Linked DNA regions of Mus musculus: all the other regions are linked to region 6. A link is a contact called in public promoter capture Hi-C data. All regions are on one chromosome and are shown on one strand. Each heading gives the region's core, a stretch centred on a gene start, on an enhancer-like site or on the middle of the called end of the contact. The rest is flanking DNA. Distances are from core to core; before and after follow the strand shown. Region 1 holds the start of Tmem184c (transmembrane protein 184C). Region 2 overlaps Prmt9 (protein arginine methyltransferase 9). Region 3 holds the start of Ednra (endothelin receptor type A). Region 4 holds the start of Smarca5 (SWI/SNF related, matrix associated, actin dependent regulator of chromatin, subfamily a, member 5). Region 5 has its middle 6.9 kb from the start of Arhgap10. Region 6 holds the start of Mmaa (methylmalonic aciduria (cobalamin deficiency) type A). Region 7 holds the start of Prmt9 (protein arginine methyltransferase 9).

Region 1 (3,607 bases), core at 902-3,401, 1.7 Mb before region 6:
TCCAAAATAGTTTTCTGACTGTAAAACATGAATTCCTGTTGAAGCACTGTTTATGATTGATATAACACACACACACACATACACACATATGTATTAAACGTGTGCTTTTATGTGTGTGAGTGTTGGTGTGCAGGTGTGGAAGTCAGAGGACAACACTGGGGAGTCAGCTCTTCTTCCACCTTGAGGCAGGGTCTCTTATTTCGGCTGGCTGGCTGTCGAGCTTCTAGGCAAGTCTGTTTCCATCTTCCATCTTGCCATAAACACCATTCGAGAGGGTTACAGAGATGAGGCTCAGGCGGCCATGCTTGTGTACATTTCATTTCCCTTTCTATACTGTATTCCAAGGAATACTAAGTGAGGAAATTACATTTAAATTAAGATTGCTAGACCTAAATTTGGGTGGACAAATCTCAAATTGCCTAAAAACATAACAAATGAGAAATATTTAATGTCATATTTAATACCCTTAAACACCTATATGAACTATAATTAGAAAAGCCAACAAGATTTAGTGAACAAAAAGATCCTATGAATATGTTTAGACACACTGATTAAAATATTTTCCATAATCAAAGGGGGGTGGGTTGTATGCATCTACCTGGTCTGCCATAACTCTTCCAAAATAACTGTTTCTTAATAAAAGTACTTTTTGGTTATTAATTCTAAGTTTTCACTTTATAGATATACTATAGACATAGGTTAGCTATCCAGCTTGTAATACTTTACTAATGTCACAACATGACATCAACAAAGAGGGCCAGAGAGATGTCTCAGCTGGTAGGTGCCTGTCTCCAACCCTGATAGATTCAGCTCAGTCCTCAGCACTCATTATGATGAGAGAGCAGAGCCAACTGCTCCAAGTTGTCCACCTTCAGACCTCCACAACTGGACCATCCCACGAACACACCAACAAATACACCTTTTTTTTTTTTTAAATATAAAGGAACACACAGGGGATGTTTGTAAAATTTTTGCTTTGGTTAAGGAGTAACTTCAGGTCTGGGGATGAAGCTCAGATGGTAGAGTGCTTGCCTCAAATAAACAAAGCCCTGGGTTCAATCCCTGCATTGAGTAAACAGAATGATGGATACACCGGTAATCCAAGCACTGGGAAGTTTGGATGCAGGAGGATCATCCTAGTCTACAAAGCAAAATCCAGAACAGCCTGGTTTACAGGAGATTTTAAGGAAAGAAACAAAGAAAACTTGTAACTTCAAACGTAAAGTTAATTAGCAAAGTCAATTTAACAAGAATCCTTTGGTTCCAGAAAACCGGCTAAAAGCCTATAAAATCCAGAACATAGTTTTTAAGATGGTTTATTTGGTCTGGTCAAGCCCTAGTACCTGCATAGCAGATCTGATTTCAAGAATAAAGTTCTTTCTGGGACTGATGAATATTGGGAAAGCGCCCATTGTAAGTAGGTGCTTTAACTATTTGTTTCTCGACCCGGACCTACCTCCAGTTGTAGCGGCTAAATAAAACCAGTCAGGTTGGTTTAATGTCCACAGACGAAATGTTTTTCAGACCTCAAGCATTAGAAGGCAGACAAAGGAACTCTGTCAACCAGCGGAAGAAAGGGTAGAGGTGCAGGACCCTCTTACCTTCATTTTTTGAAACTTCCAAATGCATATCGGAACCGCGACCAGGATGGTTGTTGCGTAAAAAAGTACCAACAGGGGTCGGATCCATCTCCTCCAGTTACTCCGATTACATGCGCAAGGCATGTTCTGTAACAGATTCTCTTTGAGTAGCTGAATAATCGAACCAAACCAAGAATTTGGCAAGTTCGCTTTTTCGGTTGTCTTCTCCGCTGGCGCCCTATAGGAAAAGATTTACTAGCCGCTGGCGCCGCGTTCTCGGGTCGCTCTGTGTTTGCGGCTGCTGCAGCGGTGGCCGCTCGGGATGCTCGCAGGTGCAGGCTGCATCCTCGCCGGCCAACCCGCATGGACTCAGTGCCGCCGCGGCGTCGCCTCCGCCTCACCTGGAGGTCACCCAGAGTCTCCGCTGCATCGTGACCCCGAGGACTATCAGGGTAAACTAGGGATTCTAGGCACTCGGGGTCTGACCTGCATCTGGTACCCTACCAGCCCTCTCCCTAGTCCAGCTCTGGCAGGCTAGTCTCCGCCCCCGGAAGACCCGGCCCAGAACTTCCTCACTCACGGCTTTGGAACCTCTACAGTACTCATCTTCAGAACTCATCTTCCGCCGACTATTCCACTTCCGTTTCCGATCAGATGCTTGCAGCAAATGATTTGCTCTGAGTTTCAAGCTGAGCTAAACCTTGTCCCGCAACGCAAAGCATTGTGATTGGTCAGTTACGGAGGAGGGCGTGGCTGTAACCTAGGTTACCGAGAGGGCGTGGCAAGGGCAGGAAGGAGAGTAGCGGCGGATTTCTGGCATCTCTAATTTACCTAGTCTAAGTGGTTCCCTAAAAGGGCTCCGAAAGTTGTAGGAACTGGGGACGTTTCAGAAACACCCGCTACATTCCTGAGACTTTACTCCATCTAAAGAAAAGTCATAGTGAGGGGCAGTCACTGTGGAGTGGAACTTGAAATAGCTTTATTTTTCTCAGAAGGCTTCCCAGTTGTCTTTAGGGGTGGAATGGGAAGCCCGCTGGAATAAGACAGAATAGGTTAGATTTCAGTCAGTTGCTAGAGTTTAGGGTCCTAAGGAGGAATTTGTCTGCATAATTTCTAGACCCGGCAGAAGAATCATTCTAAGAATAGCTTTTTTGAAAGTAACCGCCAATATGAAATGTTCACGTTTCAAACTTGAGTTAAAAAAAAAACAAAATCTTATTTAAGATTTAAAAGGTTGGTATTCTGACATCTGTTCTATACACCTAAAGCTTTTAGCTGTATAGCTTTACAGATCAATGACACATGGGATCTTAAATTCTTTCTAAATCAAGGGAACAAGCAAACATCTGAGTCCCGACTAGACACTGAACACTGCATATATTGTCATTTTCTGAAATCAAACACTAACTTCTCTACCCATTTTGTATGAGTTGATCTGCATAAAAGTACCGAGTAGCGATGGGTAGTTTTCTGTTTCACAGATGAGAAAAGTGTCAAGTGATTAATAGTACCTATTAAGTAATAGAGCTGTTTTCTCTGACTTTGGACTCTGCTTGATGTTTAAATATTTGCCATCACCTGCAACCAGGGGACTTCTGCCTATTAGCCATCTGGACAAAATGTCATGGACCAGAGTCTCAAAGTATACAGATGAAATCACATTCCTCAGTTACCAGAGCCTGGAGTCTGACTTCTGCAGTCTTTCTCCTGTGATCTCCATTTTGCACATTTCCTTAAAGGGGCTGTAGGACTTTAGTTTGGTCTACACTATAAGTTAAAATAGTTGGTTTTAAGGAAATTCCTAACCATTAATGAAATCTTGGTATACTGTTGAAGTTCAGAAAATTAGGGAAAACTCTTGCTTTACAGCTTATCACCACTACTTATTTCTTGGCAAATGGCAGTCTTTTTGGATAGGCTGTCTAACAGGACTTGTTTCTGTGTGTCCAGCCACACTCTTACTGCTTCTGATAGCCATCTTCTCCATTCCTTCTCATAGGAAGCCAATTTTTTACACAATTTCTGAA
Region 2 (3,585 bases), core at 1-2,500, 1.7 Mb before region 6:
AGAGAGTGACACCCACACAGATGCACATGTGTGTGCATAAGGTGTGTCTAGATAGAGTGCCCAGGGAAGCCACGTGGGGTTCAAGATGGATGAAGTGGGATGTTGAGTACAAAGTCAGAGAAATGATGTCTAAAGGCTCCAACTAGTCAGCTCTTGAGGATGCCCGAAGTCTTCCTTGACTACTTAAGGAATAAATTATTTAACTACTCTTTTTGGGGGTTGGGGGTGTGGCTAACCAAGGTTTTAGAGTTAGTTTAATATCTCTCTCTTGTGATCTTCACAAGGTAGAGATGTTTAAGCTGTTTCTGTGCATGGTCCCAAACTGCCACCCATCTTTCTATTGTAATGTTTTAAAAGGATTATTTTCTTACTTTAGTGTGTGAGTGTTTGTTTGTATGCATGTGTATCTTGTGAGTGCATTGCTCATGTAGTCTAGAGGAGATAAGATCTGGAACTAGAATTACAGATGGTTGTGAGCCACCCTGGCATCTATCTGCCAGAGCGGTAACCACTCTTAACTGCTAGGACATCTCTCCAATCCCTATCTTTCTATTTTATTCCCACTTGATCCCGACTCCAGCAGCTCTTAATTCTGTCAGGGTCTACAAGATGCTGGTCCTGTTGCCCTTTCACAGTGTCTCCCTCTCATGACCACTGTGCCCTTGTGGTCTGTGTGGTTTTCATCTAATGTAACTGGGATAATGCACTCCATCCCTCAGTGTTCTTGAACGAGCATGCCTGGGTTAAGCCCCACCCACTGTGTTTCTACAGAACATACATAACACCATACAGTTGGCCCGTTTATCATGGTCACTTGACCACTTATGTAAAGACAGTCCTTAACCTTCCTTAGCAGTTTTGTACTTTAGAGTCTATTTACCCCATTGCCTTAGTATTGTCTCCTCTCTTAGGATGATTGACCACTAGAAAACTGTGTCGATCAATGAAACAGAATCAGAGGTTGTTAAAAGAATATAATACACTAACAACTATTCCTCTCCTTCAGGATCAGGGCTTAGACAGGGACTACAGACTCCTCAGCCAACTCCTCAGCTGTTCCTTGGCAGAAAGAGGGCAAGACCTCTAACTCCAGCATTAACACTATATAGTCAGATACCTCCTTGCCCTTAACACCTAGGATGCCATTTCTGATTCCAGAGATGGAATTAAATGACTCCACACCCTAGATAGATAGCTGCCCAGTATGAGAATCTCTGACATGGTGTGGGACATGCCCCATGGGGTAAATCAGGATCCTTAGGCAGCATCACAGGGGGCTGGGCGTGGAATGATGTAACAACCTGCGTTGAAAAGTCTCTTTGGTGACTGTTAGGAATAAAACATTTGTGAGGCCAGTCAGAGACATCCATAACAGTCAATGAGACTTAGACTGGCTTAGACTGGCTTAGACTGGCTTAGACTGGCTTAGACCGGCTTAGACTGGACCTGGGGCCAAGTGAGCTTCTGCATAGATTTTAAAGGTGGGAGTTTTATAGATTGGATGTAGAATATGAGAAAGGACCAGGAAGGCTAGTTACCATTTTTTAATGTAGGGAAACAGTGGAGTGGTAAGCTGTATTGTGTATATAAGAGGTGTCAGAGGGGGTCATTGAGCAGCTGGATAAGGAGGATTCAAAGAAAACTAGGCTAAGCATGTAAAGTTGGCAGTCAGTATCATGGATGTCATTAAAACCATAGAGTGGACGGCACACTAGCGGTGTGCAAAGAAAGGCTTGAGAACTGAATATAGAGAGCTTGCAAGGTGCTAAGCTTTAGTGTAATAGCAGCAGGGGAGGCTAGGAGGTTAAGCTGAGAAAAGTGGAGACAGGCAGTACGATGCAGGAGAGCTGTGAGCATCTCAGTCCCAGGCAGGGAGAAGTGGGAATGAGGGTCTCAGGGCCTGGCCTAAGAGAACAGGAGTCCACGGCACAGTCCAGGGAAGATTGGAGTGCCTGGGAGAGGTTGGTGAATCCGGCCACTCATGAAGACTGAGCTCAGCCTCTCCCAGAAAGGAAAGCACCCTCTGAGCAGCACCATCTTCTTAGTTCATACAAGGAACAGGCTTCAGAATCCTGGGCCTGGCTACAAACTGCCATGGGTGAGCCCTGAGCAGCTTCCCCAGCGACTTGAATTTGTAGGCAAGATTTTGAAAGAACCACAGCTTTGTAGAGAAGAGATCATTTTTCTGAGTGAATCTGTTCAGATGAAATTTTGTTTGTTTGTGACAAGATCTCATTGGTTAGACTTGGCTATTCTGGAACTCACTGTTAGACCAAGCTGGCCTCTCACAGAGCTATCTTGGCCTCTGACTCTGGTATTTAGGGCATGAGCCACCATGCCTGGCTGAATTTGGTGTCTCTGATCAAATACAGTAAATACTAAATGTTACATTGTTTGCTTGTTAGTATACATGTTCTAGGTATAAATGTTTTTGGAATGGTTTGGCCACTTGAAAGTGTAGTGTGTTTCCTTCCAAGAAAAAAGCCTGTAAGTAACAAAGCACACCAAGGTGCTGAACCTGCCTACAAACCTAGCTTTTCATGCCTTAGGACTGATGCGCAAAATACCGAGGCATAGGAAGCATTGTCAGAGGAGCTGATGGAGTGCAGAGGAAGTGCTGACTGCGAAATGATCTAAGTGAAAGTGGGCTCTCTTTTTAGGTGCCTATCCGGGTATGTCTGGATTTATCTTCTTTGCCATGTGTCCCTTTAAGCCAACCAGTGGAGCTGTTGAGGTTGGATCTGATGACTCCATATTTGAACACTTCCAATAAAGAAGTAAAGGTAAGGACAGCTACAAATGATCACTCTTGTCATTTCAAGACATTTACCTTAAACGGAAGGTACTATCTTTATTTACACGGGCTATCATTTCCTTTGAAGAGTTAAATCTTATTCTAAACAACATGCAAACATAGACTAGATAAATATTAGTGTTTAAAATTAGTTACAATTAAATTAGAATGAGGAGTTAAATATATATTTAGTTTCTGTATTCATATTGATTAGAAAGGAAAAAAAAAAGACCTAACTTTCCTTGATGGAATGTTCAAAATTTACTTTCGACAGGTCCGTGTGTGCAGGTCTGGTCGAGTGACCGCTGTTCCATTTTGGTTTCATCTGTGCCTGGATGACGAGGTGAGGCTGGACACCTCAGGTGAAGCCTCCCACTGGAAACAAGCTGCAGTTGTTCTGGATAATCCCATCCAAGTACAAGCGGGAGAGGAGCTTGTGCTCAGCGTTGAGCATCACAAAAGCAACGTCAGCATCGCAGTGAAGCCGTGAGATTGTCATCGAACAATGAATGTGTGAAAATCCCTGGAGTCATCAAAAATGTTTAAGGGTTGCAATAATAAAGCCCATGTTAAAAGTCTTAAAGTGTATGTAACATTATTTTTAAAATGTAGACTTTGCTTTCTAGACAAGGAGCTATCTTTTGTTTCTTTAGATTGGGAAGCCATTGTGCTGGGATTTTGTTGAGACTTTGTAGTGATTTACAAGGTGTCTGCCTCGTGGTCATCTCAGTTAAGCCAATGGTTAAGGTTTCCAGGTCTCGGCTTATAACGGGGCAATGTGTAAAAGTCTG
Region 3 (3,950 bases), core at 978-3,477, 1.6 Mb before region 6:
TCACCCTTAATTGTAAGTGGTTACAGATTTTCTCTCCCGTCTCTAATAGTCCGGAATAACTGGCTGAATTATTAGTAGGTCTACAAATATCATCTTTCCATTTCCCACATGTAGACCAGAATGCCAAGTACAAAGCTTTTTACGATCTGCCTCCCTCTCAGGATAGTGAGGGGAGGCACAAGTCTTTCAATTCCTTGATTGCTTTATGATTTATGGTTCCTGGTTTCCCAATGGGAATGGAATATTTAGTAATAGTTATCTTAAAAATGAGAGACAGAGGTCTTTCCCATAAACAAAATGGCTTCATGGTCTATTAGAATCATCCAGGAGGGGAGTTCATGAGCCATTTGGGTGTCACAGGCACTGCACAGCTCACGTAGAGCTCAGTGGTCCTCATTGCCACAGGTACTGAGAAAGCTACAGTCATGGCTTCCTATCAGGGTGTGAGCCAGCTGCCAGTAAAACCTCTTTCCTTCCTTCCTTCCTCCCTCCCTCCCTCCCTCCCTCCCTCCCTCCCTCCCTCCCTCCCTCCCTCCCTCCCTCCCTCCCTCCCTCCTTCCTTCCTCCCTCCTTCCCTCCCTCCCTCCCTTTCTTCCTTCCTTCCTTTCCTTCCTTCCTTGCTTCCCTCCAGCAAAGACACTACCAAGAACTCATTTCTCTTGACACCTCTTGTCAGCTCACCACATCTAAGGGACATCTGTCAAAAACATGTGGATGCCATATTGTTACAGAGTGAAAAACACAAAACCAAATAAAAGAAACCTCTTTCGAATCCATGCTTTCCCAAGGACGGATCTGTAGCTCATTTTGGTATATTTCAGTCAAGCTTTGCCGGGCATCTGGCTCTAGAGCCAGAGCTCTAGAGAAGCAACTCACATTCAGACCAGAAGGACATGTCTATGGAGTCAGCATCTTTCCTTTTGTGGGTCTAGAGTTTGGTGGCATACAAAAGCTGACCCCTTAGTGCTTTCCCTAGTTAATACATCAGATTCTCAGAGCAAATGTCCACTTGCCATTAGTAATTTGGAAAATCCAACGGCGCCCAAACCGCACACATACTTAGGGCAGGTAATTTACATGGTATGGTTGCCAAGGTGTTTCATAGCCAATCTTTAAAAACAGATGAGTTGATGGCTGTGTGGGAATCAGAAACAACTACAAGAAGAAAAAAAAAATTAAACCAAGAACTTTTTTTTTTTCAAGTTCTCTGTGGTTTTGTTCTCTGGAGAAGACAAATTATCCACTCTCCTTGGACACATCCTCTGACTTTCATATGCTTTCGCCCCAGGTCTGCTGGGGTGAGGCCACTAAGGGTGGTGTAATCAGAGGTGGCTTATCTACAAACAGTTCCAGGGTTCTGCACATGAAAGACAAGAAGTGCCCTTTAAAGGACAGGACAGCACTGAGCAAATCGCCCAGACCTCCACCAGCAGGCAGATTTCCAACCCCAGCTGCCATCGTGGTGTGAGGAGGGCTCCACAGAGGTTGGTTCTTCACAGTAAGTGTCCTTGGCACTCAGGGTGCAGGATAGGAAGAGACCAACTTCACCAGGAGGCTTTGGAGCAAGCGCCCTGGGCCTTGATGCGCCTGAAAGCTTGTGTGGAGAAAAAGATCCTCCCACTCCCGGCTCCCCTTTCCTAAAAATCCGAGACAAAGCTCAATGGTCTTGTCCGGTGTCCACCCCCACTCCCCCCAGTGTTCGTCTCCCAGGAAAGCGCCCCACACTGGGCGTCCCGGGAGGTAAGTGCCAGGCCGGTCTGTTGCGTTTCCCTGGAGCTGCGAGACACCCCTGCTCCTCCCAGCAGATTGCCCCGGCAGCGACCCTATCCCTAGTTCCAGCCCTGGTTCCAAAAAGAAAGACTTGCACCGACCTTAGAGCTCCTCGGAAGCAGACAGCTCCAGGTCCGCGCACGGGCCAGCCGGAGCCTGAGCTGGAGAACGAGGGTGGCGCGCAGGGTGGCGGGTGACCAGGGCTGCAGCACAGTCTCAGCTCGGGGAAACTTCCCCGGACAGCCAGGCTTCTCTAGGGGGAGATCTTGCTCAGCCTGCAAGCTCCAGCGATGGTCCGGTGGATCAGAGAGAGGCTCCCCACCTCCTAGACACAGTTGCCAGACTAGAAGGGATGGGTGTGCGCGCGAGGCTCCCAAGGAAAAGCAAACTCCGGAGGAACACGCCTCCCGCGATCTTCCTTAGACTCCACAGGCTCCTAGACCTTCCTCTCTACTCTGGGACCTAACTGCAAGAGCGCTATCCCGCCTGCCCTCCAGGGAGCAGCCACCAAGCTGCAAAGCTGCTGCCCCCGCCAGGCCCTGAAGGGCAGGGATCTTTAACTATTTCCTTCCTGAGAAGTTGGTTAGTCTAGGATGGGTAGGATTGAAAGTAGAGAGCAACAGACCAGACTCAAGGTTGTGCCCTGTTTTAGGAAGAAACTCGAGGCACTTGAGCCCGTGAGTACGGGAGAGTTTGATCAGCAGGGGAAGCCAGGGAATTTGGGCTGTGTCTCCTGTCAACTTTGCTTAGCTTGTTAGCACTCCTCACCTTAGAGGAAGTTATGGAACCCAGGTGGACAGCATGTCTTTGGCTCAAATTTGACCTGCAAGACCACTAAGCCTTAGCCCAAGGCAAAAGGGAGCTGGGGAGTCTGTGGAAGGGTCTAGGGTGTGCTCAGAGAAATGATCATGTCTGACAATGAATGGGGAGACCCTTCAGAAGGCAGTGTCTTTATCACAGAGTGTGTCAAGTCACGATAAGATGGGGAGTGGGAGGAGAGATAAGGGCCAAACATCAGGGCTCCTGGGGAAGAAGGCTTGGCTGTACGGATGCCCTAGGACCTCATTGGTTCCCTACCGTATCTATAGTGGAATTGGACCTCAGTTTGTTCTAGGACCTCTAGGAGAAGGGAGAGACAGGACTTATATCTAGCCCCTGGGAAAGAATTTTAGCAACAGCTTCCTCATAGTGTGGTGGCTAGATTCCAAGAACAAATATCCCAAGAGAAAGGACATAGAAACTGCCACCTACTTAAGGCCCAGGTCCAGATAGTGACACAAAGGGGCTTCTGCTTAATTCTGTCAGTCACCAATTCCAGATTAAAGGGTGAGGGCACAGAGACCCTACTTGACAGGGGTCATTTTGTAAAACTGTCACAGCCATCAGCAGAACACCTCGGTGGAAAGGATTTTAATATTCTTCTGGGACTGTTGGAGCAGGCATTACCCTGTCCACTAATCTAGTGTTTATCTAGCGTTTCTCTAGGAAGGATCCACAAAAATTGTCTCAGTCAGCTCTGAAGGGGTACGCTTTTGTGGCGACAGCTTGGCAGGCTGACATTATTTTCCAGGAAGAAAAGTTATTGCCTTCTTCCAGAAGACTGTTCATAACTTGGTATGTGAAATGTTCTGGATCCCAGGCCCTCTCACCCCGTGACTAGGCACGTGGACAGTGCACCATCTGTGTAACTGAACATGTCTGTCAGGCTAGTCTTTGTAACAGCACCCCCAGGACCCCCTACCTTTTGCTGATCCCACTGTGGTATGGATTAAGCATTAAAAATTTCTCTTTCACATCCCTTAGGACAGTCACTATTTAAACACAAATGAAACTAGAAAATAAACTGGATTGTCAGGGGTGCTGAGAGGCAAACTCCTGACTACTGAGGCAACAGCAGTGGGAGCCCAATGGTGCTCCTCAAATAATTATGACTAAAATTACCAAGGGTCTAGCAATTCCAGTCCTGAATATGTGTATAAAATGGGCAACAAGGTTGGTGTTGTAGACAGAGTGAGGCTGAAGAACACAGAAACAGAATGGATGTTGGTCTGTGTTTTTTCTAAGGTTGGGCCCAAGAGACACATCAGCAGGAAGGTGCCTGCTTGTTTAGCATCAAGTTACTTCAGGTTAGTGTTTGTGTTAAATATTCAGAGAGAAAGAATTCCAGCTAACTGGCATAT
Region 4 (3,774 bases), core at 193-2,692, 1.4 Mb after region 6:
CTAAAGTTCACTTTTATAGTATTGCTTCCAATCTGAGGATTAAAACTCCCAGGAGTCTTCCTTCAGACTGGAACTACAGAATACCTCAAAACAAGGCCAAGGCCAAGAATAAAAATTGGAAGCAGTAACTTTGTTCCCAGGCAACTCAATGCCTGGGAGCATGTCCAAAGAGACCTGCCTGGCAGCTCCCCCATTTTCCACTCTCTCCCCGCTTCCTCCAGTATTGTCACCATCATCTGGCCCACTGGAGCCCCAAGAAGGTGGTTCAACAGCGAATCCTCCGAATGGCTTCAAAAGGAAGCAATGCGCAGAGCTAGAAGCCCATCATCCTTCCCCGAGGCTCCCATTCATTCAGTTCTCCATGCATACACCCGTAATTGGATGGGGATCCAGGACAGGTGCTGCGGCTGTCACGCTCGTTCCCCTCCCGGTGGAGCAGGGCCCGGGAGGGGCTTCCCCTCGTTGCACACAAGCAGCTGCGCCCCGCTTATCCCCACTGCGCACTCGGCCCTCCAGCTCTCGCCATTGTCTCTGCCCAGAACAGACAGATGCCGCCCCCGCCAGCACGGGGATGAGGCACTGGAGGCGCAAGTCCCCAGCTGCGACGCTGGGAAACGTCGCCCCTCGCCCCGGGAATCCCACTCCGGAGGGGCATCTCCCTCGCCTTCCTCAAAGTTTAGTGCAAACTAAAACCTAAATCGGGAGAAATTGAGCGAGTTCTGGGGGAGCCTGGCAATGGAGGAAACGGGTCCCCTCGGCCCCAGTAATCAGGAACATGTGTTTCGTAAGAGCGATCCGCGGTCGGGCTAGGCTAGCTACACCGAGGGGAAAAGGTAAAGGTGAAGAGCAGGAGACGCGCCGGCCGAGCATCCACCTCCCTCCCTCCCCGCGCACGGCCGCGCTCACCTCCATCTCGGTGTCCGCGGGGCCCGAGCCCGCAGCACACGGAGCCGCGGGCGCCGCGCCGCCCTCGGGGCCGCCTTTGTTGCCGCTGCTGCTCCCGCCGGCGCCCGCCGCCGAGGGCTTGGAAGGCGCGCTCTCGGGAGGCGGGGGCGGCGGAGGCTCCACCGCGGACGACATGTTCCGGCTGCGTCACCCGCCGCGGCCACGGGCAGGCGCGGCGCCGAGGGAAGCGGCTTGGGCCTGCGCGACACGGGCGTCCGGGCCGCCGGAGGAGTGAGACCTGCCCGGAAGCTCTCACGCGCGAGGGCTCCGCCACCGACCCGAGCCGGCCCAGCCGCGCCGCTCGCCTCGCCGTCCTCTTCCGCGGGACTCTGCTCCACAGGCGTTTACCTCACGGCGGGAATCACGTCGACGGGAGTGGGCGGGGCCAGCGGGGTCACGGAGGTCAGGGAAGGCGGGCTGACTCTGAGGAGGCGGAGGGCCGAGGGAAAGGGAAAGGAAAACGGAAGGTTCTCAGAGGCCTCCCGGCGCCTTCTCCTCTCCGGGAGTGGATTCTCTTCTCCAGCCAACCAGGACAGCTACCTACGCCACCCGCTCTCAACCCTCGCGAGATCGCTCGTTCCCCCTTAGAAGGCCGGCTCGCGAGGGCGCGTGCGCATGCTCCTCCTTGGCCCCGCCTCCTCCAGGCCTCTAGCGGGCTGTGGAGCCGAGTGGGCGGGGCCTCGAGGAAGCGCGTCGGCGGTGCTTTGCGCCTCCGCTCCTCCGAGTGACGCGAGCTGGGTCTTCGGCGCTCCCGTAACGGCTCGGCTCGCTGTCTTCCGCCGCGCTAGGGCTCCCTCTTGGGAACGGCGCGACTGTTAGGCAAGGAGCAAAGGCCTGGGCTGGCCTTCGTCGTCCTGCCGCCTTCGCTCACGGGCGTGACGTTAAGTGACGTTGGACGCCTGAGAAGAAAAATCACCTCAGAATTAAAAAGTCTGCGTGTTCGCTCCGTCAGTCGGCTTCGTTTAGAGAGTTCGGCGTTTGTCAAGTTCAAGTTAAGACAGAAGACGCGCTGCCCTGTTAGAATGGCAGCAGATAAAGGCAGACAAATGATGGCGAGTTTTCGCATGAAACAAATACACATTTGTCTCAAGAAGTGTTTACCAGGCGTGGTGGCGCACACCTTTAATCCCAGCACTACAGAGGCAGAGACAGGCGGATCTCTTGAGTTGAGGCCAGCCTGGTCTACAGAGCGAGTTCCAGGACAGCCAGGGCTACACCGAGGAAACAAGTGTTCGTTATTCGTGTTGCTTCTTTATCCTGCCTTAGGCTGTCATGGAGGCTACTGAATCCTACGGAATATAAACACTGTTCCATTCATCCCCCACCTACTCCCAGGCACAAAAGATCTTTATCTTAATTAATCCCATTATTTAGTCCCCACCTATGTTGAATAAAAAGTCTTTTCCAGAGTTACTTTCAAACTTCTTGGAATAGATAATATTCATATATAATTTCAAATGTTTTAACCAGTCGAATAATCGTTAACTAAAATGGAGAACCTGAAAACGCTCTCGTTTAACATACTGTAGCTCATTTGGTGAGTTGTTGGGGAGCATACATGAAATCCTGGGCTTGAGTCCTAGCACTATTTAATCTGGATGCCGTGACTCGTACCCCAAATCCCAGCACTTAGAGAAGTGTAGGCACGGTCATCCTTGGCTACTAGGCCAGCCTAGACTAAAAGACACTAAAAGTGTCTCCAAAAACTAATAGATATAAGGAGCTGGAAGAGATGGTTCAAAGGTTAAGAGCACTGGTTCAATTCCCAGCACCCGTATGTCAGCTCATAACTGTTAAGTCTAGTTCCAGGGGATTCAACCCCCTCACATATATGCATAATTAAAAATATTTTGCCGGCGGGGAGTGAGACTGGGTTATTCTCTATAGCCCTGGCTGTCCTGGAACTCACTGTTTAGACCAGGCTGGAATTAAAGGTGTACACTGTGCCACCACCACCACCCAGCAAAATAAAATCTTTTTTTAAAAAGTAGTATAAAGCCACGTGGTGGTGGTGCATGCCTTTAATCCCAGCACTCGGGAGGCAGAGGCAGGCGGATTTCTGAGTTCGAGGCCAGCCTGGTCTGCAGAGAGTTCCAGGACAGCCAGGGCTATACAGAGAAACTCTGTCTCGAAAAAACAAAAAAACAAAACAAAAAGTAGTATTAAAAAGTATTTCAAAGATATAGTAATGCTTACATATATATGTGGTTAAATACAATAATTCTCAGCGTAGTCTTTATAGTGGCAAAAAGCTAGTAAAGGGCTAAAATTGAACATATTAATATTAAGAATATTGTACACCTTTAAAATGAACTAGTAGCATTTAACAATCATTAACATAAAAGTATGTTCATTATGAAGTACTATCTGAAAATGTTTTGTACTTCAAAAATGTGTTCAAACAAGTATATTTGTGGAATTATTAAAAATTGATTGTGGGCTGTATATTCTAATTCTTGTCAGCATTTCATTTTTATTACATTGTTTTCTGATTATATATGGTAGGGAGATATGCACACATGTCTGCATGTGTACAGGTGAGAGGATAAATTTGAGGAGTTGGTTCTCTCCTGTCATGTGGGTCCTGGCAGCCTCTTTCTCCACTAAGCAGTCTCACAATTTTTTTTTAAACAAGTGTGTTGTAGTAGTGAAAATCTACTTCTTATCTGCTTTTTTAGAGGTATAATTGACAGATAAAGTTTATATGAACTAGGGGTTTGGCTCAGTGGTATCTTCAACCCCTAGCACAAGAGTGAAAGTGTGTTTATTCAAGGTATTTAATGTGATGTTCAGAAATACAGATATATTATGAATGATTAGTTGAAGCTG
Region 5 (3,458 bases), core at 135-2,634, 1.8 Mb before region 6:
GGACAAAGAGTAGGCAAGCCATTATAGCACTGCAAAGTCCCCAGTCTGGAAGTTCCAGCTGTACACTTGAGCCAGACGGAATAAGCTAGCGCGTGGGTAAGCAGCACACTGATGCTTGCTGTACCAGCCTGGCAGCCTGGCTAAAAAGTGACCACTCCTAATGAAGCAGAGAGGAGTAGTGGGGAGGTGAGCGGCGTGGGGGAGCCGGCTTTTCTCACTCCACCCACATTAAATTCATATCCTCTGAAAAAAATCTGGTACTCGGACCTATTCAAGTTTGGAGCTAGAAGAACGTGGCTGAAGGAGATGTAGGTCATGGAACTGCTAGTGCCTTCCCCAGGCGGAGTCCCTGTCATTACTATAGTTATTGCTTCTCCACCCATCCTGAGCTTTTAGAGAGACTTGGCAGGTAAGAGAGGGCACTCGCTAGACAGGTCATAAAAATGTCTGTCTAAATAAATCAGCAGGCATTCCTGAATGCCCACAGACACCACCCCTCCCCCCCCCCCAGGCAAATGCTGCCCTCTTTCCTGGGACATGTGGAAGAACTAGCCTAAGAAGTGACCTTGGCATTTGTTTTGCCCAGATATTAACAACACGTATATGTAACAATATGTACATTATATAACTAAGGTTATATACATATTTGTGTGAGAAAGGAAAAAGAAGTTATCTGCCAAGAATGTTTTGCTCAGCACCCAAAGTGCCCCTGGTATGACCTAGAGAGGTTTCCACAGTGTGACTTTCAATTGGGCAAATATCTAGCTCCTGGAAAATCAACCTACAGCAATCAAAGGCTCGTTCAGAGAGTCTATTGGCACTTCAGTAAAATGGAAAACAAAAAGCTATGAGCATGCGTCCTCTTACCCTTCAGCCATGCAGAGAATCATTAACTTCCGATCTGCAATTTATCTAAAGAAATGTTAGTGTGTATAGTTAAGGGGAAACATAAAGGGGCGAAGAAGAGGTGGAAGAGGAAGAGGAAAAGACAGGAGGAGGAGAAAGACGGGAGGAAGTGACAGCCACCACTTATCATTTGGAAAGCACTAAACCAGCTCGCAGGGCCAACACTCTCGAGCTCGAGGCTCTTGAGCCCGATCCCTGTAGCTTTCCATTCTTGTCTCTGAGGTGCCGGTAGGTGCCAGCATCTGCTGTGCACTCCACTGCCCAACAGCAGCTTTGTTTCCACCAGGATCCGTTCTCTCAGCTAGCATGTCCATACAGTATCAGTAAAATTCCCGCTTCCAGCTAGAGGATCCAGCTCTCCAGACACTTTAGCTCTAAGTCTTCCTCTGGGTCCTGCCACAGCCAAGGTCCAGGCGTGTGACTTAACCTTAGCAACCAGCCCTGACTTCCCAAGACTTTGACTTCTGAACCTAGGAAAACACTGACAGAGAGGCGAAGGTCACGTACTCCAGCCAAGCGTGTTGAAATAGACCTGCCTCTTCCCAGGCTGCTTGCCTCTTCCCAGGCTACCTGCCTCTCCTTGCCAGCAGGCTCTGTTCGGCAGGCTTCTTTAACACCTCAAGACTGAACACAATGGCTTTTTCTGCTTTAGTGCCAGAATTTACATTTTCTTTTCTTGCAGCCAATGTGTAGTTAGTAGATATTCAGTACCTTCAGGGAACACGTCAAATATTTGCAGTTGGTTATCTTGCTATAAATAGAGCAAAATACAGCAACGGTCTATCAATATCCTGGAGAGAGAACCTAGTAGCCTAGAGGGTCTACTAAAGAAGCCAGGATTTGGCTGTCCCTGGCCAAGGCCACTTCACTGTAAGTAACCAAGCTTGACCCATCCTTTACCTGGAGCTGACCTGCTGTATAAGATGTATTCTTTATCATTTTTCCCATGGAGTTTTCATTTTGAAATGAAATGTTTCTATAATGGTCATAGTGAAGATTTGGGAACTGGAGAGATGGCTCAGCAGTTAACAGTCTTGGCTGCTCTTTCAGTGGACCAAGGTTTGAGTCTCAGAATCCACACAGTGGTTCACAACCATCTGGAACTCTAAACCCAGGACATCCAACACCCTCTTCTGGACTTCCAAGGGTATTGCATACAAGTGTTATATAACATAAATATAGCGAGACCAAGCTTGGGAAGGTTTGCTGGACCTGAGTGTGCTTTCCAACTTACCCAGCAGTATGAGCCACATGTACGGAGTTGGCACAGATGACTGAAAACAACCAAGAATGACTGCACTCTGTATGCCCACCCTTCTGAGAACCAAGGAACACACCATATACTTCCAAGAACAGCACGAAGGCCACACATAGTGTCCCATCCCGACAGTCCCAGCACTCCAGGGGTGACCTCAGCTATATAGCAAGCCTAAGCTACAGAAAACCTTGTCTCCAAAATTCCAAAACAGCTGGAGAGATAGCTCAGCAGTTAAGAGCTGTGGCTGCTCTCACAAAGGACCTAAGTTAAGGCTCAGCTCCAATATCAGGTGATTCAGTGTCCTGCAAGTACAGCTCCAGTGGTTCCAGAGCCTTCTTGTGGCCTCTGCTGGCACGCCACGCACACACATACACACACACACATACACACACACACCACACACACACCATAAATAAAAACAAATGTTTCTAAAACAAAGACTGTGAAAGAGACGTCCCTGAGGAGCAGGAGCCAATGAGGAGCTTGGAAAACTAGAAGAAGAATGGAATTTCTTTCTTTATTTTGTGGACATGGAGTTCCAGATTGGGACAGTGGAAAGTTCTAGAACTGGAAATGGTGGTGACTGCCCAACATGATGATTCTATTTACTGCCTTCAAGAGTTCTGTACTGGAATGTATTTCAAATGACAAATGGTGTGTTCCATCTACTTTATCACTTTTTTTTTAAGCTTCCGATGAAATATAGTAGCAGTCAGAGCAGGGGAAAATAGTCATACGTTGCGAAAACATACTGGAAATACTTGGGTGATGTTGACATGAAGACTTGCATTCTCTGGCTCATTCATCTGAGAAATTTTCTAATTAAAAAAATATATATGTATATATCCTGGCAATGATGACACACACCTTTAATCCCGACACTCAGGAGGCAGAGGCTGGTGGATTTTTGTGATTTTTTTGATGCCAGCTTGGTCTACACAGTGAGTTCCAGGACAGTCAGGGCCACACAGAGAAACCCCATCTTGAAAAATAAAAGCAAGCAAAAAAAATTGTAAAAATGATCATAATTACAGTGAGACTCCGACACTTGGCAGCTGCTCTTGGTTTTGAGACAGCTGTCACGCTGGAGCAGATGCCGGCCTGCAGCTTGAAATCCCCCTGCGGCGGTAGCCTCAGGAGTGTGCAGGTCAGGTGTGTCTTGCCGTGCCTGAGTCTCAGAATGATTTTTTTAAAGCCAAAGCTTTAAAGACTGAACTTGACCGCAATGGACCAGTCACGTGACTTAGTATATAGTCATGTAACTGAGTGCTATGGAGATATTTTAAATTACAAT
Region 6 (3,720 bases), core at 762-3,261:
TGGTTTTACAGAGTGGTTAAGGTGGTCGCTGATAAGTGAGGGTAACACAGAACACACTCACTGCCTCGGGAGGGCTTCTCTGAGGTTCCTGTCTACTTTATCTTTCACTATTTCCAGAAAGAGTCACATGTCCAAATTTCTACTCTGAGGTCAATTTGTGCTGGGACCCTCTCACCATTAAATGTTGTTATTCATTGCTCTGGAAATCTGCAGCATTAGTGAGACTAGCACTGGTAACTGAGCCCTCTTATGGTCTCAGGCTCTTCTTGTGCAAATATAAGCAGGCCAGGGGAATAGCAAGTGTGAATAATGGCTGTGCACTCGGGCAGGACCTGGTGCCAAGTTCGTGCTGATCAAGAATGAGAAACACTGCCCTTCTCCACTCTTTCTCCAGTGCCCTTGGACTGCTCAGTAAGATCCATCTTGGAACATGAATCTAGCTTCTTCTGTTCAAATTCCTCCGCGTCCTAGCACAGTGATCTCCCAAACCAGACCAGGAGTACCTGTGAGAGGGAACGCTCAGGCCCCACTCCAGGCATTCTGACTAGGGGAGTGGGCCCCCACTGCAAGCATTCTTAAGCCTTCTGTGTGACACTGATGCCCTAGAACCAAGTCCAATAGTCTGTTTCTGCTGCACAATTTTCTCATACTCTCCTTTCAGACCTCCTTCCTCTAAGGAGACTTGGTCTTCCAAACCTAGTACTTACTTTCCCAATTTCCCACATTCCAGATTTAACTGGTCTCATCTTTCCTCTTCTACAACATTTCTCCTCTGCTTAAATCCACTCTTCTCTTAAATCCTCTCCTGATGATCCTGGCTTTGGGGAAATCTTTCTTCTCTAAATCAAATTATTCTGAATACTAACTTAGGTGATACCCGGCTCACAGAGGGTGCTTGTTAACTCAACCCAACACCAATCACATTAAAACCAACGGGAGGATCACATAAAAATATAGATACTTGTTCCTTATTCCAGAAAACTCAGATCTCTGTAGAAGACCCGTGGCAATGAATGATTTTAAAGCACTGATTTTAAAGCAATGTTCAACACCTTTCTTACATACAGCAAGACTAAATGTCTACTTTTCCCACATGACATCAATCAGCTGGGGCAAATTCCAACCATTCACTTGCTCCATCCATTCCAAATATATTCTTATGACACCCTCACATTTTGTAATCACCATTTACGTTCCTCATGATTATATAACTTTCCATGTTTATAGTCTCTAATAGGAAACAAAGCCTTAAAAGAACCATCCTAATAAAAATACTATTTCCTTGAATATATTTACTTCGTCAAAGAACTTTCGAGACATTGTAGATAACCCTCCAAACGTTTTGTTTCTCCTGGAAATTGGTTTTCTACTAGCTTAGCCACTTTTTATAGTTTCTTTGTTCTCCAAAATATATGCAAGGGAACTGTTAAGAAAGGCGACAGTAAGAAACCCTTTTCTTAGGCTCTCCTTCATTTTTCAAATGAGAAACATATCTGAAGTTGGCATGTCTTCTGTGGAACGCTACCGGCGCGGTCGCGACGGTGTTTGGCAACCCAGACACCGCTTTGTGACTCCCAGTGAACCCTGCTTTATAACCTGCAAATCTGTATTCCTTCCCCTCTGAGGGGTCTGCTGCTCCCTTCCGCAGGCGGAGCTCCTTAGCACTGAACAGCCTCCGGGCCTGGCTCCTTCCGCGCTGCCCGAGACGAGCTCACAAACCGGCCCACGAGAACCTGACAGCAGCGACTGCGACGCCTTTCTTATGTAAGGAAAAAGCGCTCAGTCCCTTCCAGTCCTTCCTGCAGGCCCCACCACATCCACCCCGCCCCCGACTCAGCCACATCCTCCTCGGCTGCCCCCCGCGAGCCTCCAGGGGGCGCCCCCGACAGCGGGGCTGACCCCGGGCGGAGGACGCACCGCGGCCCCGACTCCTGGCCTCCGCGCGCACCGGGCCCCACACTCACCCTCGCGAGGCCGCGCAGCAGAGCACCGCCCCTTCCGCCCACTGCTCCCGCCCTGCTCGCTCCTTCCGCCGCCGGCGGCACGCAGGCGTAACGCGACGCCCCGCGCAGGCGCAGTCGCTTAGCGAAGGCTGTCCCGCGGCGGGCGCAGGCGCGGGTGGCGGGGTGTGCTTGGGCGGGAAGTGGGTGGTGAGGGCCGCTCTGGGCTCAGCGTTCCCCACCTGGAATGCGTCCTGGCTTCGGCTGGCCCGGCCCAACCCTCAGCGGCCGCGGTGCCCAGGCCCACTCCTTCCGCGCCTGGAAACGTGAGACGGGTCACTGAGGACGACGTAGGCAAACTTTGCAGAGCACGTTGCCACCTGTTGGAGTAGCCGCTCCAGCCCCAGTCGAAATGCACGGCCGAACAATGGCAGTTCTGAGTGGCTCAGGGGCCCACACTTTCTTTAAAACCGATGCACTCGTAGTAATATTTCTTATGCCCCACATCCAGAGGCCTGTGCTCACCACCTCAGCAGTGCCCGGGGAGGTTCGCCAGGCGTGGGCAGGCTCTCCCTTGAAAGCACCTGACCTGGTTCTACCTTGCACTGGGGCTGAATGGTAATTAATTTTTTTATTTGTGTTTTTGAGATAAGGTCTCTCTGGCCGACCTGGAACTCCCTAAAACCATGCTGGTTTACATACTACCTGGCTCTGCCTCACAAATGCTGGGGTTAAAGGTGGGCCCCACCGCGCCACACTGTAGCTAATTTAAAAAAAAAAAAATTACTGAAGTCATGAGACCTACAAATTTCAGGCAGTCCAGAAGGAAAGTGTGTGGAGACAGAGAAAGGTACGATAGTACGTTAAAAACAGGCAGCTTAAACAGCAGCGGTAAGTGCTCCTTTAACTCGTCCACCGTAAGTTTTAAATGTTTAAAAGCAAAGTTGTTGGGACTGGAGCTATGGCTCAGAGATTAACATTAACGTAAGAACATATTGGCTGCTCTTCAAAGGAGCCAGATTGGGTTCCCAGTGCCCACAGGGAGGTTCACAGCCATCCAGTTCCAAAGAAATCACTGCCCTCCTCTGGCCTCTGAGAACACCAGGCACACATGTAGAGCACATTCCTACTTGTAGATACATAAAAATATTTTTGAAAATTAAAAACCAGTGAAACTTTGTACCTAGCAATTATTAAAACATTTACAAAGAAGAAATACAAAATTCATGATACAGTAGTTTTCTTACAATCTGACCTTAACAAATGCTGCACCATGTCTAAGAGCACTGGGAAGGGTTTGGAAATGACCTCGTTATTACAAATATCATATTTAAGTCCATATATTAAGGCTTGGGAATTCACCAACCAACTTACGTAATGCATATAATCTTTTGGTTACTGCTCAGCGCTGTTTGCCATGGTATGTATAAGACTTGTGAGTCTTTGTAATCTGTCAGTTGTGACTTTTTAAATTTTCATTTCAACAAATTTGAGTAGCTGCCAGATACTGTTCAGGCTCCTGGAACGCCTGAGGCTGGCATGCTCAGTCCCTTTACAGCATGGCATCATATTTGCATATAACCTATTTCCATCTTTAATGTGTTTAAAGAACAGGGAGCCAGAGCAGGTGCTATAAGCCTCAGAGAATTGGAAATCACATCAGCTAGGCAACAGAGGGTCAGAATATGGATACTAATCAGATATGCCTTTGTTTCCTTCAAGGGAATTACATGGGAATCTCTTATTGTAATGCATGAACAGAGTAAGTACAGTCATCTAT
Region 7 (3,459 bases), core at 798-3,297, 1.7 Mb before region 6:
ATCTTGTTCCCAGGGCAAACAGGAGAAGACTGACTTCCAGGGAACTAGGATGAGGATCTTAAAGCCCACACCCACAATAACACTCTTCAACAAGGCCACACCCACTCCAACGAAACCACACCTCTTAATAGTGCCATCCCTGGGCTAAGCCTATTCAAACCATCACCAGAGGTTATTTCTGAGTACGGTTTTAGGGAACACAATCCTTTATAGTAAGAAGGCAGGGGTTGCAAGAACCAGAGATAGCTGATCTCATCGAACTGCCAAGCAGAAGAAAGAGAGTTGGATAAGCCTACTAAACCCCAAGGCTGGACTCCAGTGATCCAATTTCTCCCCGGAAACTCTACTATCTTCCCAAATAGCACCACCAGTTCGGGACCAAGTGTTCAAACAAACACCACTCTCTCTCTCTTAGTTTCTTTTCCTGTTGCTGTGATAAAAGACTCCGACAAAAGCAATTTAAGGGAGAAAGAGATTGTAGGGAAGCCAGAGCAGCAGTCGCTGGTCAAATCATTGTCACAGTCAGGAAGCAGAGGGTGCTGGGTATACACTGTTGCTGGGTTTTCTTTCTCCACTAATACAGTCCAGGATGGCAGCCAGGGAAAGGTGTTTACCCACAGTAGGTAAGTTTTTCTACCCCAATTAAAGCAATCAAGATAATCACCCACAGCTATGACCAAAGGTTGGACTCTGGGTGAGTCTAGATTCTGTAACATTGCAAACCAAAGTCTCTGTCAAGGACTGGGCTGTGTCTCTCTACCCAGCCTCAGTCTATCACCTCTAAATTATACAGGATGCAAATAACATTATACATCTTTGGTTAAATGTTTACGGGAGTAATAACATTTTTTAAGGTTTAGATAATTTCTAAATGTTTCTAGATAATGCCAATTAATTACATTAACTATGTATATATAAGTAAAATGCTTTTCTAGATTATTACATTGTATAGTTAGAGCACCCTTATGAATTAAGCCAGGAAGAGAGCTTTATTAGGTCTGTCTGAATGTCTCAAGGGAGGGATGCTAGACTGGAACGAGAAAACCCTTCCCACAAGCCAATTAGTCTTTATGTTCTACTCAGTTCCATTAGGTATAGAGGCCTGCCTCTGTATTTCCATCTCACTAAATACTGTATAGTTAAATCCTACATTGCTTAATACACAAAGCATCAAACAAGGACGATATGAATAGCTAGGAAAATACATAGGCAAAATTAAAGAGCAGGAGAAACACTTTTCATCAAGTGCAAGATATATTAAAATTGTCGTTCTGTACATATTCAAATAATTGTGATTAGTTCCTGTCTTCGAAGACCTTTCTTAGGTACATAGGTATCTGCTTACAAGAGTGGATCAGACAATAAGATACTAGAGAAAGCAAAAAGACACATAAAGGATGGACTTGGGAGAACTGGAGAATTTTAGCTTAATATCCAAAATGGTGTATCCTCCATTTCACATTGTTAACCACTGTATGCACCGCTAATCTCTTCAAAATGGGAACAAAAAATAGCTTTCGCTATAATTTCTATACATTGCTTTAAAAGTTTGGATTTATATCTTAGAGGCCACACTTGACATCAGTCTTCTTTGTTAATGTGCATGTCATCAGGAAATTCAGACTCGGCCGTACCCATCCCACTGTTCAACCTTGAAGCAGTTCTCCGTGATGGCCTTTTCCTTTTTTTTTTAGAGTGTGATCCCAAGTTCCACCTCACTGAGTTTTGTGAGAATACTTAATACTAGGAGAGTACACAGTGATTAATTTAAGGAGCTTTTATTTCGTTTTGCAGTAGTGAGTCTGGTGCGATGAGATTCAGAAGGCCTGGAGCTTCGCACAAGCAGGACTAGAGCAGGGTTTGGAATTCGCAGCCGCACTCTCCAGGAGGCAGAGAGAGGGTGGAAACCTTTGGTTGCAGTCTGCCAAAAAACCCCATTCCAGAAAATGACTTTACAGCCTAGTACTCCAAGACCATAGTGGGCCGCGGGGCGCTCCCTGGTGTGACGTCATCACAGCGCTTCGCCGCAGGATGCGCGCGCAGCCCTGTCCGCCGCTGGGAAGGCGGGGCTTCCTGCTGTGTGCACCCAGTGCCTCTGTGCGTCCAGTTGCTGCGACCGGCCCAGGGAAGCGCGCCGTGGAGACTCTTTTCCCGGACGAGGCCATCCTCCTTCGTGGGCTTCCGAGCGAGACTTATCCATGCCGAACTCGAGGCCCAGGCCCCGCCGGGGCGCCGGGGGTGGCGCAGGTGCGGCCGGCCGGGACCGGCTGGTGGCACGGTCCTTGCAGAGTGCTGAGCACTGTCTAGGTGACCAGGACTTCGGCACTGCTTATGCCCATTACCTTCTGGTGCTCAGCCTGGCGCCAGAGCTAAAAGACGACGTGAAGGTGAGGCCTTATTTTTTTCAGTGGCTAGCAAATCCTGTGATCTGAGCAGGAACAACAGGGTATGGTGTGTGTGTGTGTGTGTGTGTGTGTGTGTAACAGAGACGAGAGACAGGGAGAGACAGAGACACCGAGACATACAGAGACAGAGACGGACTCTCCAAGCATCGAATTACTATAGCCTACAGCCCATCTCAATACAGCCAGGTTTTAGTAACAAAAGTCAAAAGTTGTCACACATCTGTTTCAAAATTTCTGCCTCACTTAAGATTCCAAAGGCCTTTTAAATGGGATAGGACTGGGTAGTTCTTTTTCCCCTCCAGTATCTAATTTAAATTAGCCCTGCCTTGTAGGCGTTGCATTATCTTGTGTAGAAAGAATGCTGTGTATCCTGAGGTTGGATAAAGTGTTCAGTCATAAGGAACTTTTAATATTTGTTGATTCGTCTTACTTGCATCAGTTAACCGGTTGAACTACTGTATTTTTTTTTTTTAATGTTAGAATCTCAATTTCAAAAAGTAACTTAATTGCATATACAGTTTTAAGCTGTGGACAGTCTTGCTTTGTTTAGTCCAGAGTTTCTCAACCTGACACTGGTGACATTTTGCACCAGACAGTCCTGTGTCTTCCTTCCTGTTTCACAGCACGGTTTGTCCTCTGCCCACTAGATGTCAGTAGCATTAGGCTTTTGTAGTCCAAAGAAATTTCAGGACCTGTTGGTTTACTTGGAAATATGCTAGTATGTTGGGTCGTTTGTTCCTCTGTGTAGAAAGTAGTAGAATAGTGTGTGTTCCTCTGTGTAGACAGTAGTAGAATAGTGTGTGTTCCTCTATGCAGACAGCAGTAGAATAGTGTGTGTTCCTCTGTGTAGACAGCAGTAGAATAGTGTGTGTTCCTCTGTGTAGACAGCAGTAGAATAGTGTGTGTTCCTCTATGCAGACAGCAGTAGAATAGTGTGTGTTCCTCTATGCAGACAGCAGTAGAATAGTGTGTGTTCCTCTGTGTAGACAGCAGTAGAATAGTGTGTGTTCCTCTATGCAGACAGCAGTAGAATAGTGTGTGTTCCTCTGTGCAG

What was found. Promoter capture Hi-C pulls out the DNA fragments that hold promoters and counts their contacts.
Region 1: a contact with region 6 is called in a promoter capture Hi-C map of pre-B cells, with 3 times the contacts expected there. The contact joins the promoter of Tmem184c here to the promoter of Mmaa in region 6. A contact is called at or near these places in 5 of 39 promoter capture datasets (the C10 cell line, embryonic stem cells, maxillary cranial neural crest and 2 more), 1 of 115 datasets of contacts at active chromatin or transcription factors (astrocytes) and 1 of 9 other capture datasets (adipose tissue).
Region 2: a contact with region 6 is called in a promoter capture Hi-C map of embryonic stem cells, with 4 times the contacts expected there. The contact joins the enhancer-like site here to the promoter of Mmaa in region 6. A contact is called at or near these places in 4 of 39 promoter capture datasets (the 3T3-L1 cell line, embryonic stem cells, hippocampal neurons and 1 more) and 1 of 115 datasets of contacts at active chromatin or transcription factors (large pre-B cells).
Region 3: a promoter capture Hi-C map of embryonic stem cells shows a contact between it and region 6, with 5 times the contacts expected there. The contact joins the promoter of Ednra here to the promoter of Mmaa in region 6. A contact is called at or near these places in 3 of 39 promoter capture datasets (the 3T3-L1 cell line, embryonic stem cells and hippocampal neurons).
Region 4: a promoter capture Hi-C map of neutrophils shows a contact between it and region 6, with 5 times the contacts expected there. The contact joins the promoter of Smarca5 here to the promoter of Mmaa in region 6. A contact is called at or near these places in 11 of 39 promoter capture datasets (cranial neural crest, embryonic stem cells, frontonasal cranial neural crest and 7 more), 3 of 484 Hi-C or Micro-C datasets (CD4 T cells, cerebral cortex and pre-B cells), 2 of 115 datasets of contacts at active chromatin or transcription factors (astrocytes and fibro-adipogenic progenitors) and 1 of 9 other capture datasets (liver).
Region 5: a promoter capture Hi-C map of liver shows a contact between it and region 6, with 2.3 times the contacts expected there. The contact joins the enhancer-like site here to the promoter of Mmaa in region 6. A contact is called at or near these places in 7 of 39 promoter capture datasets (3T3-L1-derived adipocytes, the C10 cell line, embryonic stem cells and 4 more).
Region 7: a promoter capture Hi-C map of 3T3-L1-derived adipocytes shows a contact between it and region 6, with 3 times the contacts expected there. The contact joins the promoter of Prmt9 here to the promoter of Mmaa in region 6. A contact is called at or near these places in 5 of 39 promoter capture datasets (3T3-L1-derived adipocytes, the C10 cell line, embryonic stem cells and 2 more) and 1 of 115 datasets of contacts at active chromatin or transcription factors (astrocytes).

Annotation. Positions count from the first base shown.
Region 1 is chr8:77,608,502-77,612,108 of GRCm38.p6, forward strand. It overlaps Tmem184c (transmembrane protein 184C), which reads right to left and starts at 2,152. Exons shown (of 10, transcript NM_145599.4): 1 at 1,602-2,152. The coding sequence starts at 1,724. Gm39200 (a long non-coding RNA gene) reads left to right here and starts at 3,580. Exons shown (of 3, transcript XR_878939.2): 1 at 3,580-3,607.
Region 2 is chr8:77,577,966-77,581,550 of GRCm38.p6, forward strand. It overlaps Prmt9 (protein arginine methyltransferase 9), which reads left to right. Exons shown (of 12, transcript NM_001081240.3): 11 at 2,661-2,783; 12 at 3,069-3,373. The coding sequence ends at 3,284. Among named protein-coding and RNA genes, the nearest start is that of Prmt9, 30 kb to the left of the region's middle. Within about 2 kb of position 1,251, at least 11 of the 459 cell types and tissues checked have an H3K27ac peak or open chromatin away from gene starts, as enhancers often do. A contact at or near this core is called in embryonic stem cells, where this site is marked.
Region 3 is chr8:77,722,225-77,726,174 of GRCm38.p6, forward strand. It overlaps Ednra (endothelin receptor type A), which reads right to left and starts at 2,228. Exons shown (of 8, transcript NM_010332.2): 1 at 1,872-2,228. LOC108167319 (a long non-coding RNA gene) reads left to right here and starts at 1,361. Exons shown (of 4, transcript XR_003947564.1): 1 at 1,361-1,498.
Region 4 is chr8:80,738,017-80,741,790 of GRCm38.p6, forward strand. It overlaps Smarca5 (SWI/SNF related, matrix associated, actin dependent regulator of chromatin, subfamily a, member 5), which reads right to left and starts at 1,443. Exons shown (of 24, transcript NM_053124.2): 1 at 907-1,443. The coding sequence starts at 1,080.
Region 5 is chr8:77,523,072-77,526,529 of GRCm38.p6, forward strand. No RefSeq gene overlaps it. Among named protein-coding and RNA genes, the nearest start is that of Arhgap10, 6.9 kb to the left of the region's middle. Within about 2 kb of position 1,385, at least 13 of the 459 cell types and tissues checked have an H3K27ac peak or open chromatin away from gene starts, as enhancers often do. A contact at or near this core is called in liver, where this site is marked.
Region 6 is chr8:79,292,950-79,296,669 of GRCm38.p6, forward strand. It overlaps Mmaa (methylmalonic aciduria (cobalamin deficiency) type A), which reads right to left and starts at 2,012. Exons shown (of 7, transcript NM_133823.5): 1 at 1,965-2,012. It overlaps Gm4890 (predicted gene 4890), which reads left to right and starts at 2,129. Exons shown (of 2, transcript NR_045823.1): 1 at 2,129-2,558.
Region 7 is chr8:77,547,350-77,550,808 of GRCm38.p6, forward strand. It overlaps Prmt9 (protein arginine methyltransferase 9), which reads left to right and starts at 2,048. Exons shown (of 12, transcript NM_001081240.3): 1 at 2,048-2,387. The coding sequence starts at 2,199.